Regions from separate parts of the Mus musculus genome. Here region 2 is linked to region 1. A link is a contact called in public HiChIP or PLAC-seq data. All regions are on one chromosome and are shown on one strand. The core of a region is the stretch at or near the end of the contact, and the rest is flanking DNA. Distances in the headings are between cores, read along the strand shown. Region 1 overlaps Rbm20 (RNA binding motif protein 20). Region 2 overlaps Gucy2g (guanylate cyclase 2g).

Evidence for each region. HiChIP or PLAC-seq counts read pairs in DNA pulled down with a chosen protein or histone mark.
Region 2: an H3K27ac HiChIP or PLAC-seq map of trophoblast stem cells shows a contact between it and region 1, with 11 times the contacts expected there. The contact joins two enhancer-like sites. A contact is called at or near these places in 2 of 39 promoter capture datasets (maxillary cranial neural crest and pre-B cells), 4 of 115 datasets of contacts at active chromatin or transcription factors (embryonic stem cells, extraembryonic endoderm stem cells, pancreatic cancer cells and 1 more) and 2 of 9 other capture datasets (embryonic stem cells and embryonic trunk).

Annotation. Positions count from the first base shown.
Region 1 is chr19:53,714,468-53,718,194 of GRCm38.p6, reverse strand. All of the region lies in intron 1 of Rbm20 (RNA binding motif protein 20), which reads right to left. Among named protein-coding and RNA genes, the nearest start is that of Gm30943, 38 kb to the left of the region's middle. RefSeq lists an enhancer at 749-2,626. Within about 2 kb of position 1,599, at least 13 of the 459 cell types and tissues checked have an H3K27ac peak or open chromatin away from gene starts, as enhancers often do. A contact at or near this core is called in trophoblast stem cells, where this site is marked.
Region 2 is chr19:55,228,582-55,232,308 of GRCm38.p6, reverse strand. Gucy2g (guanylate cyclase 2g) reads left to right here. Exons shown (of 21, transcript NM_001081076.3): 5 at 1,150-1,291; 6 at 2,466-2,601. Among named protein-coding and RNA genes, the nearest start is that of Gucy2g, 11 kb to the left of the region's middle. Within about 2 kb of position 1,733, at least 16 of the 459 cell types and tissues checked have an H3K27ac peak or open chromatin away from gene starts, as enhancers often do. A contact at or near this core is called in trophoblast stem cells, where this site is marked.

The DNA of each region.
Region 1 (3,727 bases), core at 350-2,849:
TGTGTATCTGTGTGTGTGTATCTGTATGAGTGTGTGTATGTGTATATCTGTGAGTGTGTATCTGTGTGAGTGTGTGTGTGTATGTGTATCTGTGTGTGTGTGTGTGTGTGTGTGTGTGTGTGTGTGTGTGAATCATAACCTTAAGCAAAGAAGTGAGAGGAAATGCCACTGGTTACTAAAAAGAAAAATGAACAGAAGAAAGTGAGATGTGGACATGACAGCCCTAATTTCTATCATAGATTTTACCGATACACTGTACAGTGGACCTTCCCCATAGGCCCGTGAGGCAGGTAATGGACCTGCCCCATTCATTCTGCAGAAGAGAAAAGAATGCTAGTTAAAGCCCCCAAACTAGTAAACACATAAGCAAAGGGCTGGGGAGGAAGCTCTGTGCTAGATCCGTGCCTAACACACAAAGGCTCTGGGTTCAGTCCTCAGAGCTGCAAACAAGCAGTTGATCATTAAGTTTGGCAATGGATACGTCATGCCTAACACTAGCAAGCAAAATTCAATCCCAAGCCTGGCAACCAATCAATAGGCATAGCTCAGGGCTGGAGTTCCTGTCTAACAGGCGCAAGGCCCTGGGTTCAGTCCTCAGCTCCGGCAGCGGACAAACAAGGACATCATTTGGGCTGAGGACAGTGTGGCATCACAAGAACAGTGTGGTGTCACGAGGACAGGGTGGCGTCACAGGGCTGGGCCTGTACAGAGCATTTAGGTCTGTAGTGACAAGGTACCAGTGGGGATTTGCACAAGGTGCAAAGGTAGTACTGGTGAGAATCTCAATGGTCGCTCGGCCCGCAGTTCTTCCTGCACACAGCTGTATCATTGTGTTTTTAAAACAAAGACTCTCTAAAGCATTATGCAAATGTGACACTTAGAGAGTGAGGTTTAACTAATGCTTAATGCAACACTCAAAAATCTTGCCCTTGACCCTAAATTGATCGCATTAGCTTTATCCCACCTCCCAGGACCCAAGGCTGTGTCATCTCTCTCTATGATTTCACATTTTCCTTTGTAAGCACCAACAGCCCTCATGAGAGCCGGGCGTGGTGGTGCACGCTTTTAATCCCAGCACTTGGGAGGCAGAGGCAGGTGGATTTCTGAGTTTGAGGCCAGTCTGGTCGACAGAGTGAGTTCCAGGACAGCCAGGGCTACACAGAAATACCTTGTCTCAAAAAAACAAACAAAACAAACAAACAAAAAAAGCCCTCATGAGTAAAGTGCCCTGCACCCAAAGCCTTCTAAGTCTGAAGCTATCTGATCCTCTCAGGGTTTCTTCTAGCTTCTTCCCCTCCTGTAAGGAACTACTAATGACTTACAAACAAAAATGGCAAGACAAAAAAAAAAAATACATTCCATTGTACCCCTCCTATCTAGGTGTTTAAATGCCAGCGCTATCTTCCAGCCACCTCGTGATCGCTCTAAACTACATAGCTGTCAACAAAAGGACAGAAAACCAGAAAGTCCTGGTTGACTTGACTTGACAGAACACAGATTTGTCACCAGTTAAAAATAGATCCCCCACCACTCAGAAGGGCACAGGACAGCTTTCAACCCTATCTCTGTGGCCTCCAGCAGTTCGGGGAAACACATCAGGCACTTCATGGAGTGAACGGACAACTAGATAGTCTTTCACAATAACTCCATTTCAATGTGCTCACCAAGGACGAGGTGACAATGAACCCGTGAGGTTGCTTATGAAAATGCTCACATCCAAAGTGATCATAACCATCAGAAAGGACGATAAAGGCCCACACAGCAATGTTCCCAAAGCAACAGCTGCTCCAGCTGTCTTATTTCAGAAGTGGGCAGTGCCACGCAGCCTACCAATGAGCCAACTCCACTCTGCCCTTCAGGTGGGCTGCCGACCCTGACATAAGGCTGTTCGGAATATAGTCACTTCTCAAGAGGTTGATATCCTGGCACTTAGCTCGGAGGCAGAATGTCTGCCTAGTACAAAGACACCTTAGGTTTGAGTCCCACCATAGCCCCCACCCCTAAGAAAATGATTGAAAAAAAAAAAGAAAAAAAATGTAAAGACCACTATAACCATCCAGAGATTTTGTTGTTGGTGATGGTTGTTTAGAGATGCAGTTTCCTGTATCCCAGGATGGTCTAAAACTTATTATGGCCTAAGATCCACCATAAGTGTTTGCTTGCACCTCCTAAGTGCTGGGGCCATGGGCGTATATCCCCCATGCTTAGTTCTTAATGTGCCTAGAACCTGGAACTTTGTGCATTGGGGTGAGTATTCTATCAACCAACATACACCCCTAGCATCAGTTAGATTTTTGTGCCAACAGCTCCTTGTTTGTCTTACCCACATATTTGAGCATAGGGGATTGTTCTCAAGGCCCCAAGGCACAAGAGAACTACACCTGATGCAAGCGCACGACTCTATCATGTGAAAACCGCTAGTGAAATAAGTGCCTTGTGACAGGCTGCCTTCTCTGTTGCAACTTTTTAAGTATTAACTGATCGATCATCCTTCTCACCCAACTCTAATGAACAAGATGAGTGAGCTCTGTGGAGAGGCCATTTTAGCAATCCAAATGTGGTTTCTCATTCCTAGAGAGAACCAGTCTGTGTGCCCACAATGCTTTGCACACTGCCATGTTTAGTGACTAAGGAGAGTACCCATTAAACAGCTCTTTACAAGAGTTTGAGTCATGTGTGAGGACAAAGTGAAGCTCTCCAAACTCTCTGTGTTGGTTATGTCTGTTTGGAGTTTGCCATCTTCATATACAGATGAGCATGCAACCCTGACGGTGCCGAGGATAGCAAGTTCTTGCCTGTCTTTTCCTTAAATGATACTGTAGCACCACTATTTGCAAAGGTCTCTCTCTAAAAGCCAAATAAATTTACTCACACACTCAACAAAGAGATAATTAATTCAAATCTTTCAAAGTGAAAAATCTAATCCTGTCATTGGATATAGGCTGTGTCTTCACTTTTCTTGCTTGCCTGACCATAAACTTATGTAAAAGCATTTTTCTAAAATTGTATAAAAAGCTAGCAAAGCAGAGTATCTGTGCTCTCTGGATGTTCACAGAACCGTCCTCCCAATCCCTATAGTTATTTACTTACTTATTTATGTATTAAATGAATTGTTTAAAGTATCTTTACATCACTTCTCGGCCTTTTGGCTAAGATCAAGTGTAAAGTCTCTCTACAGAGCCCCGGCTATCCTGAAGCTTGCTATGTAGACCAGGCTAGTCTCAGACTCACAGAGATTCTCCTGCCTCTGTCTCCCCAGTGCTGCCATTAAAGACATGTGCCACATAGTACGTGCTTTAAGTTTCTGGAGCATTTGAAGTTTCTCCTCTTTTAGAAAATGAGCTTGCCATACTCAGTTTCCACAACAGGGGAAGGTGCTCCAAGTCCTGATTGTCCTTCCAACTGAGACAAATCATTTAAACAAGTGGAGCATACAAGGACAATGAGAGGTGCTGAAGGAAGGACCCGCTTAAAGAAGCAGACCAACTTGAATACTCCTGAAGAGCAGGAAAAAGAGGAGAATGGGCTCATTGTCTGAAGGACAGATTCAAGCCCTACAGAATTAACAGCTATCCTCTAAACCTCTCTCTGCAACAAGATTAATGAAACTCAAGGCCATCTCCACCCACCCTCATATTAACATTGTATGAGGCACAACAGTGGGTCAGCTCACACATCCATCCAGTGCTTTGAGCTGAAAAGAAAGACTGCCTTTTGCCATTAATAG
Region 2 (3,727 bases), core at 484-2,983, 1.5 Mb before region 1:
GTGGCAGAGGTCAGGCAAGCAGATAGGCTTTGTGAGGGAAGACAGTCATGAGAGGTCACGTCAGCCAGCAGGAACATGACTGTGTACAGAGGGAGAACAACATGGCAGAATTTACTGAGAATCCTGCCAAGAGAGGAAACTACTTCCACTCTGGGGCCAAGCTGAGACAATGAAGACAGAGGCTTGATGAGGAATGAGAGTCAGACTGTAAACCCGACTGTGATGATAGTGTGTGTGTGTACCTGTGTGTGCATACCTGTGTGTGCATGTGTGTTTATGTATGTGTGTACACATGTGTATATATGTGTATGCATGTGTGTGTGAGTGTGTGTATGTATATGTGTATTTATGTGTGTGAATGTTTAACATAGGTGTGTATGTGTGTATCTATGAGTTTGTGTGTATGTGTGTGAGTTTGTAATGTATGTGTGTGCATATATGGGTGTGTATGTATGTTTATGTGTGTCTGAATGTGTAATGTGTATATATGTGTGAGTGTATAATGTATGTGTGTGTATATGTGTATGTATATACAGGTATGAGTATGTATGTATGTGTGTATGTGTGTGTGTGTGTACGTGTGTGAGAAAGGATGGTTATTTATAGGGATCTCTCTGTTCCAGCTGCTGTAGGGGAAAGGTGGTTTTGTGTGTGTGTGTTTGTGGGGGTGTGTATGCGTGTATGCACGTGTGTTTTGTTGATTAAATCATCAGGTACTGAAGAACTACTGTGGGCATCTGCCTCATCCAGCCACACTCATGTTTCACGAATTGTTTCATCCCAGATTATAAATGAGTGAGCTGAGCCCACTCTACTCACTCTGCTCTCACAGCCAGACAAATGACAGACATTCTGGCTTCTGAGTCTTCCACCCAGGCCACATCCTCTTCCCACAAATAGCAGATAGCCTCTAGAGCCGTTCTTGGTCTGAGCATGTGATCCAATTAGAAAACAAGGGGCCACAAGGAAAGCTGAAGACTTGGACAGCTAGGTTTGCTATCATCCGGTGTGGGCGTGAGGTAGCTCCCTCCCTTCTCACACACACACTGGCGTGGGCTGGTCCTGTGCTCAGAGGATGGAAAATTATTTCTTCTAGCTGGGTGGCGGGAGCTCGGGGTGTGCGCACCTTGTTTGCTTCTCTTGTTGAAGGTGAGCCCGTACTCTGCCTACCTGCACGATGCTCTCTTACTCTACGCTCAGACTGTGGAGGAAATGAGGAAGGCTGAGAAAGACTTCCGGGATGGGCGGCAGCTGATTAGCACCCTGAGAGCTGGTCAGGTCACACTGCAGGGTAAGGTGGTCTTTGAGCTCAGGCTTCTTAGCCACATCCCTGTGGACTTGGAGATGATGAATGTCTGTCATAGTTTTCCTCAAAGGCCTGCCTCATTCTGTTAATGAATATTTATGATCGCATCACAATTCCAGTTTTCCATAGGGCATATGGGCTTAGAGCTTCCTGACTGCTTCAGGTTTCCCTGACCAGGGGATGAGGAGGCCCCTGAACCTCATCCTTGTTCTTATCTTCATCTCCCTGGGAACTCTCTCTCTCACACACAGCTTCTAATAATGCCCCCCACACCCAAAAGGGACTTGCCTTTAGTATATGTCTGAACAATAAGGAAGGCAGTGTAATATCACAGAAAGAAAAGGGCACCAGGCCTCAGAGCCCTGCACTGTGGGCCAACTCTGCCTCCCTTGGCTCTGGAAGAAAGACTTGGGACCCTGTGCCTCCAGGGCACATGCGATAGGGCTGAGTCACCCCTTTTCTAGGGCCACAGGGACATAGATCACAGGATCACAGGGCCAGGCACATAGAAGCTACTTTATACGTGACAATATTTTGTTCTGTCCTCAGTGGAACCTAACGCCAGGGCATGGCTTCTGGTTTGGGGTGTAGAACAGGTGTTCTTCCCTTTTCCGAAGTCTCTCCTTGATAACCAGAGTTTAGCATGTACCAAGCAGGTCGAGCAAACCTGCTGAAACTGAGCACCCTGTCAAAAGCTTCAGCACCCACCACAGTCAGAAGGAAGGGCCCAGACCTTTACAATCCTCTGTCTCAGGGATGCTTAGAGGTGAGTAGCCAGCACGGCAGGGACCAGAGAGGCAGCTGTCTCTCCTTCATCCCCAGCCAGCTGCTGCCCTCTGGCCATTCAGCTTCCAGTACATTTTCTAATTTCATGGGAAGCAGTTTTGGATGAAATGCAGGCAAGCTGGCTTAATTTTGAGCATTTGGTTTTTTTTTCTTCTTGACATTGGATGAGCCTTGAATTTGGAGCTAAAGAGGTCCACCTGCCTTCCCAGTGTAACTCCCACTTCTGAGACATCTTCTGTCCATTGGTGTTCGTATTGACCCTAGCTCAGGTTCTGTGAAATGGCAAAGCCTTGCATCATGTTTGATGGGATGGGCTGCCGCGTTCAGCTGTGAGAGCCACATTACTCTCACCTGGTATAACCTCTCTTTCCAGGAATCACCGGTCCTGTGCTTTTGGACTCCCAGGGGAAAAGGCACGTGGATTACTCCGTCTATGCTCTGCAGGAATCTGGAAACAGGTCCCTCTTCCTTCCCTTTCTTCATTATGACAGTTTTCAGAAAGTAATCAGGTACTGCTGGTCACTTCTGTAAGATTAATTATGTTGTCCGTGGGGGGAACCAGAAGTCTGGGATCTAGTTCTAACATTCTTCTAGTCAGTCTATTCACTCAGGAATGTCCAAGTCATGGCCTGTGGGCTGCACATATTTCAGGATAATTATAAATGCAACCTAACATAATCTTGTAAACTCACGTGAAGCCTGAGGTATTTTCTGGTATATATGTACACGCAAACACACACAAACTCAGTTCTCAGGCATGGGTTTTGTAGATGACATCATCGTGTTATAGTGTCAGAGCCTTCTGAACTCACAAAGGTCAACTTTGGGAGTTTTGCTCAGATTGTGGGTATGGTTCTTTTCAGGGTCCCTGGGGGAGGAGGGCGCCCAGGAGCACAGCATCCCAAGTACACCTCCAGAGGGGCTTTACCCTCTTTGATGCCCCAGCTGGATCCCATCTCCAATGGGGCCCAGAAGAAGCTCTGAGCTCCCCAAGGCAGTGAATGACAGCGTCACCTTCGGCCCAAGTCCACATTCAGTAAAACCACTTGCCTATAAAGTGTGACTCCCAGAAGCTCATGTGGACATCAGGACCTTGTGCTGTTCTGAGTTCCCAGTACTAGGAATTCCCACAAAAATTTTTGGTTTTGTTTTTCTCAGCTACAAACCAACGAGGAGGTAAAAAGAAAAGCTAGGGTTTAATTCAGTGTCCACCCGCTCCCATTTCTACTAACTCAGATTCCATGGGAGACATTTTCCCTCCCTTATTCTTTGGGAAAAGGAAGTCTCAGAATGGGTTGGCATAAAGCACAAAATAACTATAAGAACCAGTCCTGAGTATGCTAGGAAGGGGCACATTCCATGTAGGGGGTAGCGTTTGGCCTGTGAACCATCAAGATGCTTGCTATGCAATAAAATCTGTTTGTGTCAAACATGGCTGACACTTGCAGCATTGGCACACGATCCTTTAAGTCAAAAGAGACGTGGTTTAAATTACAGACTGGAAGATATTCTACCTGGAAGAAAAGGAGGCATAGCCTTCTTTATATTACATGATAGTAATGGAGGCCTGAAGTCTGAAGAGTCTAAGGGAGTTAGAAAACCACCTACCAAGTCACCAGAGGGTTGAATTAAGGG